Linked DNA regions of Mus musculus: region 2 is linked to region 1. A link is a contact called in public HiChIP or PLAC-seq data. All regions are on one chromosome and are shown on one strand. The core of a region is the stretch at or near the end of the contact, and the rest is flanking DNA. Distances in the headings are between cores, read along the strand shown. Region 1 overlaps Gm46401 (a long non-coding RNA gene). Region 2 has its middle 47 kb from the start of Gm35615.

Region 1 (6,655 bases), core at 2,186-4,685:
CAGAGAAGTCTCTTTTGGTAGTAGGTGATGGTCAAAGTTCATAAATGGCCCCAGTACTGATTGTGCTGTTTGAGAGGTAGGTGAGTCTGCCATGGAGGTGTATGTATTCACAGTGCATTGGATAGAAATAAGCTATTCCCAATTTTCAAAACTATTTTAACGAATAAATCCTGTCATCCGCCAGAGACTGCAAACTGCCTCCAGATAATGTGTTCCATACTTAGAAGATTCACCTTGCTCTTTCTGTGCCTCCTACTCCTCCTGTGTGTGTTTTCCTTTTCAGTTCTTAGCATGTTTAAGGATTGATAGGGCTGTTTTGAGTTTTTCTCTCCTATCTATCACTCTACGGTATTTCTGCTGTATCAGCTCATTCTCTCCAGATAACATTTTGTGTTTCCCTTAAGCTTTCTCTGCCTAGTGAGTTTTGATTAGAAGCTAGGCATTGTGAACCTTCCATTCTCTAGAGTTTGTTGGCCGTTGTTCCAGCATGCAGTCAGGTTGCCGGAGTTCGTCTGAATCTTTGTGAAATTGCTTTTTGTCTGTGGCAGAGCAGGTCATCAGTGGGCGCTTTTGACCACAGCTAAGGTGTGTCTCAGACACTAGCACACGCTTTGTCTATTCTGAAAGGCAGAAATGAAACTCTCCCGAATCCCATTCCATAGCCATAATTGTCTAATTTGCTTCCTATGAAGAGACCTTTTTCCCAACCCCTAATGATCTCAGGAATTCTTCCTTGCTCCTGCTATAATTAGCATTGCTCATTGTAGCTGCCTTGGGCTCCTATATGCTTATGAGTCTTCAACAGAAACCCTACCTTTGTTTAAGTTTCTCATCTTAGCTCTGGTATGAGTCCTTTTACAAGGTGACAGGTTTGGCTGTTACCTTACAAGAAATGAAAAAAAAAATGGAAAAGATAGAACTGATATAACATGAGTCTTGTTAAATTATCTCTCAACTTTTTCTTAGCTACATTGAAAATAGCAGAACCTTTATTTATGGTTTGGGAAAAATACTAGTGTTGGGAATAATGTAGTAGCAGAAATTGACTTGGGGTTTACTGTCCAATTTTTTGTATACTTGAGGCAATGACAAAGAATAAACCTACTTTTAAAAATTTTCCCTCTTAGCATAGGGTAGGGAAACTGATGCATGTAAGAGTCAGAGGCAATTTTAGAACTTAAATTGTTTGAAAGTTTTATCTACTTTGGAATGTCCATTTTCAAACATCTTTCATATTTTATGCAAAATGATAAATGATGTTACTGTAGTCTTGATGTTTCTGCAGTATGAATCCTTTGTGGATGTTTTATGAGAGAGAGAGAGAGAGAGAGAGAGAGAGAGAGAGAGAGAGAGAGAAAGAAAGAGAGAGAGAGAGAGAATGAATCTGTGCTTCTAGAGAAGATTTTTTTCACTGACTTCAGACACACCAGCCAACATTATTTAGCAGTCTTTCTCAGAAGCAGATACCAGCTTTGCATGACACATGTTCTCAAAAATCACAGAGATATGGAACCACAAGATTCATACTCTAAGATTCTTCTGTGCCAAATGCAGGGATAGTGGCTGCCTGGGTGTGTATCTTATGAAAGAGTGTCATGTTTAGAGGTATAGATCCATACCTGAGGTGGAAAATTCTGGTTTGTTAGGAAAGTCAGTTACGTCAGATAATCTTTTGCTGAAGCAGATACAGGTGAAGGTACGTTTTGCTGAAGCAGATAAAACTATAAAGATGTTTTTCTAAAGGAAGCACGTGAAAGAACAGGTGATGAAGGGCTCTGTGCCTTCATAGAGAGAAACACTCTAAAACAATTTCTCGTGGTATTCTGGTGGCCTTTTGTCTCTTCCACAGACTTGAGCAGATTGACGGAGTGATGTCAGCGGATATAGACTCATAACTCACGTACTGAGGCAAGACCCACGGAAGGACACATGATGTTTGGAGGGCGTATAGCTAGAACTCAACAGACTGTGAGAGAAGCTTGCCTAGCTGGCTTTACAATGCTTTTTGGTATCACATCTTGGTTTTCACTGATCTGTGCTTCATTGAGAGAAGTACAGCAGAGATCTTCTGGTGTCCCTGCTGGTCCCTGTCACTCCCACTGACAAATGCTGGTTCCGCAGAGACCTGGCTGTTTCTGTTGAGTCGTGCCTCTGCTGCTGATTGCTGTTTCCTATCTTGACGCTCCTGAACCGGGCTGCTGTTGTATTCGTGAAGTATTTGCGAGTGCATTGAGCTGCCGCTGCTGATTCCTGTGAACTAAACTGCTGATTTCCTGACAACACAGATTGGATTTGCTCCAAAGAATAATTTCTAAATAGGTCCACTTCCCCAATATCTATCTTTCTTTCTTTCTTTCTTTCTTTCTTTCTTTCTTTCTTTCTTTCTTTCTTTCTTTCTTTCTTTCTTTTTTTTTTTTATGTCTTAACTAGCTTAGTGGCTAGAATGGCTGTGCCAGTCTTGAGCCTCCGTGTGCCTAACACACCCCCTCCAATATTCTTGAGTTAATACTTAAATCTTTATTTCATCTCTGCTCCCCCCCAGACCCAGTGGCCACTCCCCCCAACTCTTACATGGCTGGATGATTTTTCTCCTGCAACTCTTAAGTCTGATTTCTCTGCTTCCCCATCATGGTGATTCCACTCCTTCTTCCCTTAGTCCCTTGTCTGGGAAAACTAAAAGTCCTGCCTCTGTCTCCCTGCCCGGCCATTGGCTGTTAGTAACTTTATTAACCAATCAAAACCGAATTGGGAACAGGGACCCTCAGCATCTTAATTACCTTTCTTTCCCACTACTTCTGGTGGGTGGTGGGCTAGCTTAAGGGAGGTTAAAGCATGTAAGTACCATGATTTAAAGTAGTGTTTCAAAAATCAAAGTCAACACTTCTCAGTCAACAACACATCATCAGTTCCACAAGCCTCAATAATCTCGAAAACGGTTGCTGTCAGTTTTCATGCTAATAAAGCCGTGATGTGTTGTTCACAGCAGTAGATTATCGTGTTTACCCACCATGCTAGAGTCTTACCACGCTCATGTAATAGAAATTTACAATATTTGAAAGGAAGGAAATATAAGGTGTAACATAATAGAGATCAATGTACTGAATGGATAGCTTCATTTTAAGATGTAAAATAAACAAAAATAAATATATAGAAGGGTGAACTCTCCTTTTTTGTCATAATATTTAGCACATATATTTTAATCAGATATTGAAACAATGTATGCTGTTTATCAGTACTATCATATATATTATGAACACTATAGTAAATGGGTATTTTAATATTTATATATCCAAATTTAAAAATGACACATGTTCAAAAATCTAAAGAATGCATATTCTTGAGTGACTAAGTAGATGAATACTGGATTCATAAAATGAGTAAAGAGGAAGACATAGTCACAACGTAACCGCCACTAATCTTCCCCTCTTCTGTAGCTCACAGAGAAGCTTCAGACTGGAAAGGGAAGTGAGAGGCTCTATCAGTTGAAGGTTTCCAGGATGCAGCAGTAAGTGACGACAGACTTTAAAAGTTCATCCTGCCTGCTGTTTCTAAAACATATTATTGCTTCACTTCTCTGGCACCCATATAAATAAAAAACAAATCCATTCATCTAATAACAAGAAGACAACTAGGTGTAAATTCTAGAGAATGAAAACTCGGAACAACACCCCTGTAATTTGCTGTTAATTGCAGCATCCAGGTTTTCTCAACGTCTTTTGTTCCATAAAGTTATCTCAGGAGAGACACTATTCCTCACAAAAAGTTGTTTTAAAATTTTCTATAATAATAGAAGACCAAATGTCATCCCTAACTAAGAGCATCTGAAGGTTAAACTCACCACTGAATGGAAAAAAAAATAGGGTGATAAAAAAGGATGGATTTCACCTGGATCGATGACAGACCCTGTCTTCCACAAGGCCTGTGCCTCTAAGTGACAATGTCTACTTTGTTGGGTTTTGCCTGCAACTAGTTGCTACAAAAACAGAACAGAACAAAACAAAACAAAACAACACACCAAGCAAACAAGAACATAAACTCTGTATCCTCCTTTTGCTCCAGTCATACATAGAAGAGTCTGTCTAGGAGGCAGAGATCAAACACGCCCATTCATAGATGTCTAAGGGGAATATGAGAAAACACATGTCCATTACTTCTCATTACAAGAAAAGAACTTCTCATAGTGTACATATTCTGGCAGACATTTTTTTTCATGTATCAATTTAGAATGTTCTTGGGATAGGCATTTTTACTCACCAACAGGTAAGGGGATAATTAAACCTAAACAGAATAAATCTAAACCAAACGTGAGGAAAGGAATTTGAGTGACTTAGACCAGCATTCAGTTTCCTACTTTTAAGAACATGAGGAATGAACTCTGCGTGTCAGAGCTACTCAAGTTTCCCTCCATCTCCACATCTTTATTCGTGTCCACATTTTCTTTTTATTCATCACTCTCCTCCTCCTCCTCCTTCTCTTGCTCCTCTTCCTTCAATTGTCCATGTTCATGTTTGTATACATGCATATGTAGGTATATATGATGCTGGCATCTGTATATTGTGTGGACATGTTTTTGTAAATTTGTGTATGAGTGTCCATATTTGCTTCACGACAGCAAACCTGTATAATTTGTGTGTATGAGTGTGTACTACTTCTCTGTTGCTGTCATTCAGCATCATTACCAAGACAACTTATAGAAGCGATGGTTTATTTGGTCTTGTAGTTGTAGAGAGAGAGAGAGATGGCAGCAGATTGCTGGAGCAGGAAGTTGAGAAATCACATCTTCAGCGGTAATCATGAAGCAGAGTAAACTGGAAGAGGGAATGAGGTTATAATCTTTCAAGGCCCACTCCCCATGTCATACTTCCTCCAGCACGCCTTCACCTCCTAAAGGTTCCTTAACTTCCCCAAACTGCACCACCAACTGGGGACCAAGTGTTCAAATACTCATTCAAACCACCACAGTATGTCTGTATGCATATGCATGTCATTGTATTTTACGTATGTATGTGTATTTATAAATGAGCCTGTATGTGTGTGTGCCTCTGTGTATTGATATATTGGGGTGTGCATGCATTTATGTATGTTTGTATGTGTGAGCATGTGTGAGTGTATGTGTGTTCTATATGTTTGTTTGTATGTATGTACATGTGTGTGTTTGTGCTTGTATATGTGTCACTATGTATGTTTGCGTGTGTGTTCACTTCTTCATAAGTGTATATCTGTGTTGCTAATTCCCTACATCTGGTTAACACTAATTTGAGGCAGACTGGAGCTGCCTGAGGGATACTTCTTGGACAATGTCATCTATGAGTCAAACACAAGCAACTGTTAGTTTCAGTCCTCTTAGAGGAGCAGTGTGTGAAACAAGAAGCATTGTTCTTCCCTCTAGGGACTGACAAACTGGTGAGAAAATTACAAATCTCTTCTTGTTAAGCTGTGCCTGGACAGATTTTGACTCTGTAGAAAGCCAGCTAGCAGACCCTGGACCTGAGCCATTCCACTTCTCCAGAGATAATCTTACAAACCTATATCAAACTCCTTCACACAGCCATCTCTCGGAACAATCTGTCCTGGCTTACAATTCCTCCTTTGCACTCAAATTCACCTCAGAGAAGAATTTAGGGCCAGTTTATGGTGTTCAGAAATGCAAGGGAGACAAAGATAAAGGAAGAAAGATGCCTTTCCACTGCATGGATGCACAGAACCCCAACATATACCTCTGCCCCAAAGCTGAGCCTTGTAGAATATCAACATCATGCCCAGGGACATGCTGCCAAGCAGAAGTGTCTCTTTCCTGTCATCCACATCTTTCAGATGAAGCTCCATCTCCATCACCTTTCTCCTTCCCTGAGTAGAGTACAGATCTGACTCCAGCAGAAGTGTACAGAGTTTAAGGGCAGCTGGGCTACTTCAAGACAAATATATGAATCTATGTCAGCAACCCTCAAAGAAAAAATCAGTCACCAAGATGTTAGGGTTTGAGGATTTAAACCTAAGTGGTTTTGTTTACTTGCTTTGCTTGTTTGTTTTTAAATGGGGTCTCAATTGTATTGCCCAAGCTTGCCTTGAACTCCTGTGTTCCAATAATCCACTAACCCCAGCCCCTTGATTAGCTGAGACTATATGTATATACTATCATGACCAGCTGGAAGAGAAGTGTATTCTGGAAATGAAATATCTATGAAATTACCTTACCACAGCACTAAGAAGGCTGAGCTGAGGGAATCACAGGTCTGAGGCCAACCCTGGGCTACTTGGTAAATTACTTAATAAAAAGCAAAGCAGTGGGGAGGGGATAGGGGATTTTTGAAGAGGAAACTAAGAAAGGGGATAACATTTGAAATGTAAATAAAGAAAATATCTAATAAAAATATTAATAAGAAAAACAAAACAAACATGTATAACATTAAATTCATATTCAATGAACATTTCTTATAAATAAAGTTATGATCTGTTACTTAACATATGACTTAGTATGTGTTTGCCTTCACTTTTCTTAATTTATTTGCTTATTAACATGTTCACATAGTCAATAATGGCGAGTAGAATAGATACTATGGCCTGGTGAAAATTATAAGTTGTGAAAACTTATTTACCATGGGGAACACAGAATGCAGTGGTGTTTTTCCTGAACATATGTCTGTGTGGGGATGTT
Region 2 (6,655 bases), core at 3,058-5,557, 300 kb before region 1:
TATTTATGTTTGTGCACGTAGACTAATGCTGTCTTCAACCTTGACCAGAGAACTTCTCTCTGCAATAATGCAGACTCTCGACTGGTCAAAATGCTAAGAATAAGGTATTGTTGAGTTCTCAGTCCTCCATGGGACTTCTGCATCAAATCTTCCTCAAGAATAAAAGAGCATCATGAACGAGGGCAGGGGAAAGAATATATGGACCAGAGGATAGGGAGAAATGCTATGCAATGCTGTCTTCTGGCTAAGACATGGCTCTCATATTCAGAATTCATGGCCCCTATGGCTGCATACTCAAGATCTGTGAAAGATTAAGCCAACAAGATCTGCTAGCACTCTAATAGAAATCAGTAATTGGACTCCGTGGGTTACAAAAAAGCAAAAACAAAAGAAAAAGAAAGACAGAAAGACAGGAGGAAGGAAGGAAGGAAGGGAGGAGGGACGGAGGGAGGGAGGGAGGGAGGAAGGGACAAGAGGGCAACTACTTTGTATTCACATATGAAATTGTTGAAGAATAAATAGAATATAATCTATGAAGAAAGATTTTTAGAAAAGAGCAAAATAAAGAATCTATATCGTCTTACCCAGTTATTTTTCTGTTGCTGTGTGTCCTTGTCTTTGCCTTACAAGAAAGTAACTGTGAAGGCATCAGGCAGCTTTATTCTTTGCTTCTGCCTTCCTCAGCCCTTTTCTAGCCTATAAGATCAATCTTGTCTGTGTGAAGCAGGCAGGCACAGGAGACATTTAAGCTTGGCAAACCATTTGGTTAGGGCTTATACATACATAGCCCTCTTTAATAATTTACTTGTCAGACTAGTTCCTACACATAGCAACCTCAGAACATCTTTTAATACCCCACCTGCATAAGATTACACATATTCCCATCTTGGAACAATGCTATAAGTTTTCTTACCCCTATGATCATATTTACATAGCTTCTATTCAGTACATTCTCCTTGTATACAGGTATAAAGAATAGAAAGGCCAGTATGACCTGAAAAGGTTTTGGATATATATGCAGTAAGTCACATCTGTATCTGCTGTTACATTTTGGGGAAGAATTCCTTATTTTACTGTACTCTACCTGAAATCAGATGCATTGTGAGAAGGGCATGCAAAATAGAGAAATTATTAAATAACCTAAACTATCAATCAAAAATAAAGCTATCCAAACTATGCCTCTTAGAAATCTACTTCTCCTTTTGGAGACAGGAGTAAGGAGGAGCGGGATGAGGGACTGCTGGAGAACTGGGCGAGGGATAACCATTGGCTAGTTAAAAAAGAAGTAAAAATACATACATAAATAAATAAATAAATAAATAAATAAATAAATAAATAAAAGAAATCTACTTTTCCTCCTTTTATGCACCATGAAATAAAGCCTTCAGCATTAGCTGGGCATTTGAATATGCTCACTCTTGTGTCTCACTATCAGGCCTGAAAACCATCCTTCTAAGATTCTGGTTGAACAATTATTAAATAATGGTCAGATGCAGTAATTAGAAAACACAGTTATTGAACTTGTATTTGTGATATTGGTAACAAAATAGAGCCAATAAATGAGCATTTTGATCTTGGCTTCGTTCCAATAATCTCCATAATTATTCCCATAATAATCACTACAGTGAAATAGAAACAGGAGAATTCCCAGAAACTCACTGGTCAACTAGCATTGTATACGAAGCGGCAAACAAAAGAATGAAGCATAAGGCCCCACACATGGGCCTCAACACACACAAACGACACGTTTCATATCAGTTCTTGTATACCTATGGTACACAAGTAGATTCAGGCCACTTTATATCAGTACGGTTCTGGGTTAACTTTTGAGTGATTCTGTCCAAAATGTCTGAGTAATAAGGGAAAAGAACTAAAGAAAAGATTTATTTTATCTTATATTTTCAGTGTTCATCACATGGTAGTTTGGGCCCATGTGCTTTTGCATAGCATAGTGGTATACGGAGCATGTGGCCCAGGACCGATGTTCACAGTAGTGTGGCCCCAGACATGGATCACTCTTTCAATACAATAAGCCCGTTGCTTCATATCGGAACTCAAGCAAGTTTTTACTTTGAGACTATTTTAATGCATATGATTTTATTCTATTAACATTAAGAAGGGAGAGTAAAATAGAGGTTAATTGATTTTCAAGAACTCATGAACAGGTTGGAAAGACTGGAAACAGAGCTGAACCAAGACCATATGGTAAACATTTCATAACTAGTGTTTGCACTATTCTATTCTGGGTTACTGATTTGGAAAACTAGCACAATGTGGAAGATATGTTTTATTTATGGTAGTTTTTCTGATTTCCATTGTGGCATTTATTTGAGACATTATTTAGAGCAAAACTGACATCTATGGGTTTAATGTGATAAATATGAATTGTATGTTTGTGCATGCCTATGTGTGGACATTTTATCTCTTGCCTATTCTAGTTTTAAGTTTTGTGCTAAAAATAGACAAATAAATAAATTGATACTGGATATAACTGATTCTTGTCTATGACGGAGGAAATTTTAAAGATAGTAGACAGACCTAACATGTCTATAATTTAAGAATGGTGATTTTTTTTATTAAGTTTGAGACAGTGTATATGTTTGTGAAAGTATGTAATCTAAAACGAAACAATGACCTTGTGACTACATAGACTATTTTATGCCATTAAGTGCTGTGCTGCCTGGTTTGGGTTGCCAACTTGACTGGATTAAGAGATGCACAGGACAACGAAATACATGTGTACTTCATAGGAAAATAGGCAGCTGGGGAATCTCCAAGGTTGCGTGGCTCTGTCTAAGTGACCTTGGGAATTTATTGGACATACTTCAATCTCTGAAATTGCCACAATAGTGTGGGGTGGTTTCCTATTCAGAAAGAGGCTGACCATCCCCTACTTCTATAGTCAGCTTCTCAGAGATCACATCTGAATTTCAGATGGTGTTTTTACAGTGGTAGGATGACTCCAGAAGTAGAAAGGGAAGACGGAGAGGAGCAGTAGGAGGAAGGAGAGGACTAAGAGGTTCAAAAGAAGCAGGTGGAGAAGATGGGAAGGGATGGAAGAACAGAGGATGGGAAGGAGGAAAAGGAAAATGAGGAAGGGGACCAGCAGGAAGGAAGACGAGTTTGAGAATCAGGAAGAGAAGGAAGGAAAGATGAGGAGCAGGAGGGGAAGAGACAGACTCATATTTAGAATATCCTTTTGAATCACAATGCAAATGTTGTGTTAGCTGAAGCTCCCAGGTGACATTTGACAATGGTTTACTTCATGTCCTTATTTCGGGGTTGTGTTCATATATGATAGGCACGGGCCAGTGCACTAGCTACTGTGCCCAGGATTTGGCAGGCAGTTTTATTTGATGAGGCTGCTATCAAGTAATCTCTTGTTGTGGCAAAATCTGTGGCTGGGGGAGTTGCAGCCACTGTGGTCTCATGCTCTGGGTCAGGAGATTGAATTCTGAAGCGTAGACTTACCATCTCTGATCTTGGCTTCTAAATGAAGCGACCACTCAGTGAGGCATGCTATGTTGGGGCTCAGGACTGACAGAGTCATTATTGCACTTTCAACTTGATCTGTCTCCTGTGCAGCATGAGCTACTTTGCAAAATAAAATAAAACTTCTTAAAGCCAAATGAAGAAAAAAAAAAAAAAAAGGAAGTAGATTGTATCAAACAAGCTTCCTATTCTTAGCTACTGACACTGCCAAAAGCACAGGCAGAAGATCCTGCACTGGTTACTCACACACTCCCGCAGAGATACACACATGATCCAGGGTCTCTCTACTGTTTTGTTTTTTAAGTTTGAGCCAGAGCAATACTGACTAACCAGTATTAGGATCCTGGTTCTGCTACTTGTAAGCTATACTCAATAAGTCCCATTAGGACAAGAAACTTAAACTTGTTTACCTGTCCTGAGATTGTGACCAGCAATGAAATTATACAAATGCACGCATGCCTGCACATTTTCACACCACATGCATTTGTGTGCTCCCTTGAGAACACACAGCATAGAATCTGGTACAGGGGGAAGTAAGTGGAAACTTCTGATATATCTGCCAGTGAATATTTTCTCTTCCTTATACTGTGCTGAAACCGGTACACTGTTATCCTAGGTTTCCTGACTTCTTTCTGATTTCAGTACCCGGGAATAATAGCATAGAAGTAGTCACTAAAGTAGAAAGTGCTACCCAAGCTCAATTGCTTGAGCTTGGTCCATGTTTTCTTAATACTCCAGCCCTCAAAGGATCCCTGATGCCCTGGCGTAGTAATAGCTTCTGTTCCCTTCCCTCGAGGTGGCACTGCAGCCTGCTTCCTGCTGTTGCTGACCTCTGATCCTATTGGCTTTGAATGGCATCCATAATCTATTTAGGTCATCCCTAGTGTGAAATCTTCAATTCACCCTCTGGGTGCTTTCTTTCTGCTTGCAGAAGATGATGATCCACTGAGATAAACTGGAATGCTGGGTGGTCTTGACCAAACACAAAGAGAAAAGTGACTAGGCATAGAGATTAGCATGCTGGACTTAAGATGACTAAAGGAAAATGAGATTGTTAGGACTAGACTGAATCTGGTGTTCCTGGTGTCTTTGTAAAAAGAGGAGATTAAGACATGGACATCCAAGGGAGACAAGCATGTGTAAAGATGTCAAGGAAAAGAGAGTTAACTGTGGACCAACCCTGCTGAAACTTTGACCTCAGACTTCCAGGCTCCAGTATTGTGAGAAGACAGATGTGTGTCATTTAAATCACCTTTCTCTATTCTGTGGTACTTTGTTAGGGCCTCGCCAGACAACCAAGATACTTTGTTTTCCTAAAAAGAACTCATAGTCTTTAGTGGGCCAGTAGGACCTAGCACGGGAAGCAGGCCTGGATTCTAGTTTCTAGGTGCCTTAATTTTTTGTTGTTGTTGTTTTGAGAGGACAAGCTCTGTATTTCTTCTTCCTTTGTTTTATAATAGGGAGGCCCCACTAGGGTGGTTGTTAGACTCTACTTCACAAAGAGCTGACTTTCAGACAATAGAAACCTCCTTTAATGCCCTTATAGACAATGGACTACGCTTCACCAAAAGAAGTATAGAGAAGCAGAGAAATCAGTTGAGGTCAAACTGTTGGCTCTGGTGAACAGTCTCCTATGTTGCTAATGCCCAGCCTCTCACAATGAAACACTCTAGATTCCTATCTTGTGTTCTCAGAAGACAAAAAGCATCACACATATGTGAGAGTTGGTTAGAGTTAGAGTCGTCCAGTGAGTAAGCATTCCTGCTTCATTGTGTGTTAGGAAAGCCGTGTGAATTATGCATTCCATAAAGCAAAGTGGTGTCTTGTGAACTGTAAATCCAGTTTTAAAAGCATCTTTCTTGGAGTCATGTCTGATACCAGTAGGCAGGGGAAAAGAGGTGGGGAGCCTAGCCTTGGAGAGCAAAGGCTCCAAGTGGGCTTGCAGTAATCACAGAACAGCCAGGAGGAATTATCAGAGAAGGATAACCCCCGAGCATATGCTAGGAACTACAGGTTTTGGGTTTTTTTTTTAAGATTTATTTATTTTATGTATGTGAGTACACTGTAGTTTTACAGATGGTTGTGAGCCTTCATGTGGTTGTTGGGAATAGTTTTGGACCTCTGCTCCCTCCGGTCAGCCCTGCTGGCTCCCACCCAAAGATTTACTTTATTATTATACATAATACACTCTAGCTGTCTTTAGACACACCAGAAGAGGACATCAGATCTCATTCCAGGTGGTTGTGAGCCACCATGTGGTTGCTGGTATTTGAACTCAGGACCTTCAGAAGAGCAGTCAGTGCTCTTACCTGCTGGGCCAACTCGCCAACCTGGGGCTCCAGTTTTGACAGTAATGTCTAGGTGTTCTGCTTACAGGAGATGAAATCATGGTTGCTTATTATGACTATCATTTACTCTACTGGAGTATGGGGCATGTTACAGGTAGACTTCAAATCTTGGGCACATTCTTTACTGCTAAAATGAGGATATGTGTTTAATGGGTGTTTAGTATTCCATTAAATGTCAGAATTTCTCTGTGATTGGGTTACCTCACTCAGGATGATGCCCTCCAGGTCCATCCATTTGCCTAGGAATTCCATAAATTCATTTTTTTAAATAGCTGAGTAGTATTCCATTGTGTAAATGTACCACATTTTCTGTATCCATTCCTCTGTTGAGGGGCATCTGGGTTCTTTCCAGCTTCTGGCTATTATAAACAAGGCTGCTATGAACATAGTGGAGCATGTGTCCTTCTTACCGGTTGGGACATCTTCTGGACATATGCCCAGGAGAGGTATTGCTGGAACCTCCGGTAGTACTATGTCCAATTTTCTGAGGAACCACCAGACTGATTTCCAGAGTGGTTGTACAAGCTTGCAATCCCACCAACAATGGAGGAGTGTTCCCCTTTCTCCACATCCTCGCCAGCATCTGCTGTCACCTGAGTTTTTGATCTTAGCCATTCTGACTGGAGTAAAGTGGAATCTCAGGGTTGTTTTGATTTGCATTTCCCTGATGATTAAGGATGTTGAACATTTTTTCAGGTGTTTCTCTGCCATTCGGTATTCCTCAGGTGAGAATGGACCTGGAGGGTATCATCCTGAGTGAGGTAACCCAATCACAAAGGAACTCGCACAATATGTACTCACTGATAAGTGGATAT

The links. HiChIP or PLAC-seq counts read pairs in DNA pulled down with a chosen protein or histone mark.
Region 2: an H3K4me3 HiChIP or PLAC-seq map of bone marrow-derived macrophages shows a contact between it and region 1, with 7 times the contacts expected there. The contact joins two enhancer-like sites. A contact is called at or near these places in 1 of 484 Hi-C or Micro-C datasets (adipose-derived mesenchymal stem cells) and 2 of 115 datasets of contacts at active chromatin or transcription factors (bone marrow-derived macrophages and cardiomyocytes).

What each region holds. Positions count from the first base shown.
Region 1 is chr13:5,936,356-5,943,010 of GRCm38.p6, reverse strand. The region is part of intron 1 of Gm46401 (a long non-coding RNA gene); the gene reads right to left. Among named protein-coding and RNA genes, the nearest start is that of Gm46401, 24 kb to the right of the region's middle. Within about 2 kb of position 3,435, at least 25 of the 459 cell types and tissues checked have an H3K27ac peak or open chromatin away from gene starts, as enhancers often do. A contact at or near this core is called in bone marrow-derived macrophages, where this site is marked.
Region 2 is chr13:6,238,698-6,245,352 of GRCm38.p6, reverse strand. No RefSeq gene overlaps it. Among named protein-coding and RNA genes, the nearest start is that of Gm35615, 47 kb to the left of the region's middle. Within about 2 kb of position 4,307, at least 18 of the 459 cell types and tissues checked have an H3K27ac peak or open chromatin away from gene starts, as enhancers often do. A contact at or near this core is called in bone marrow-derived macrophages, where this site is marked.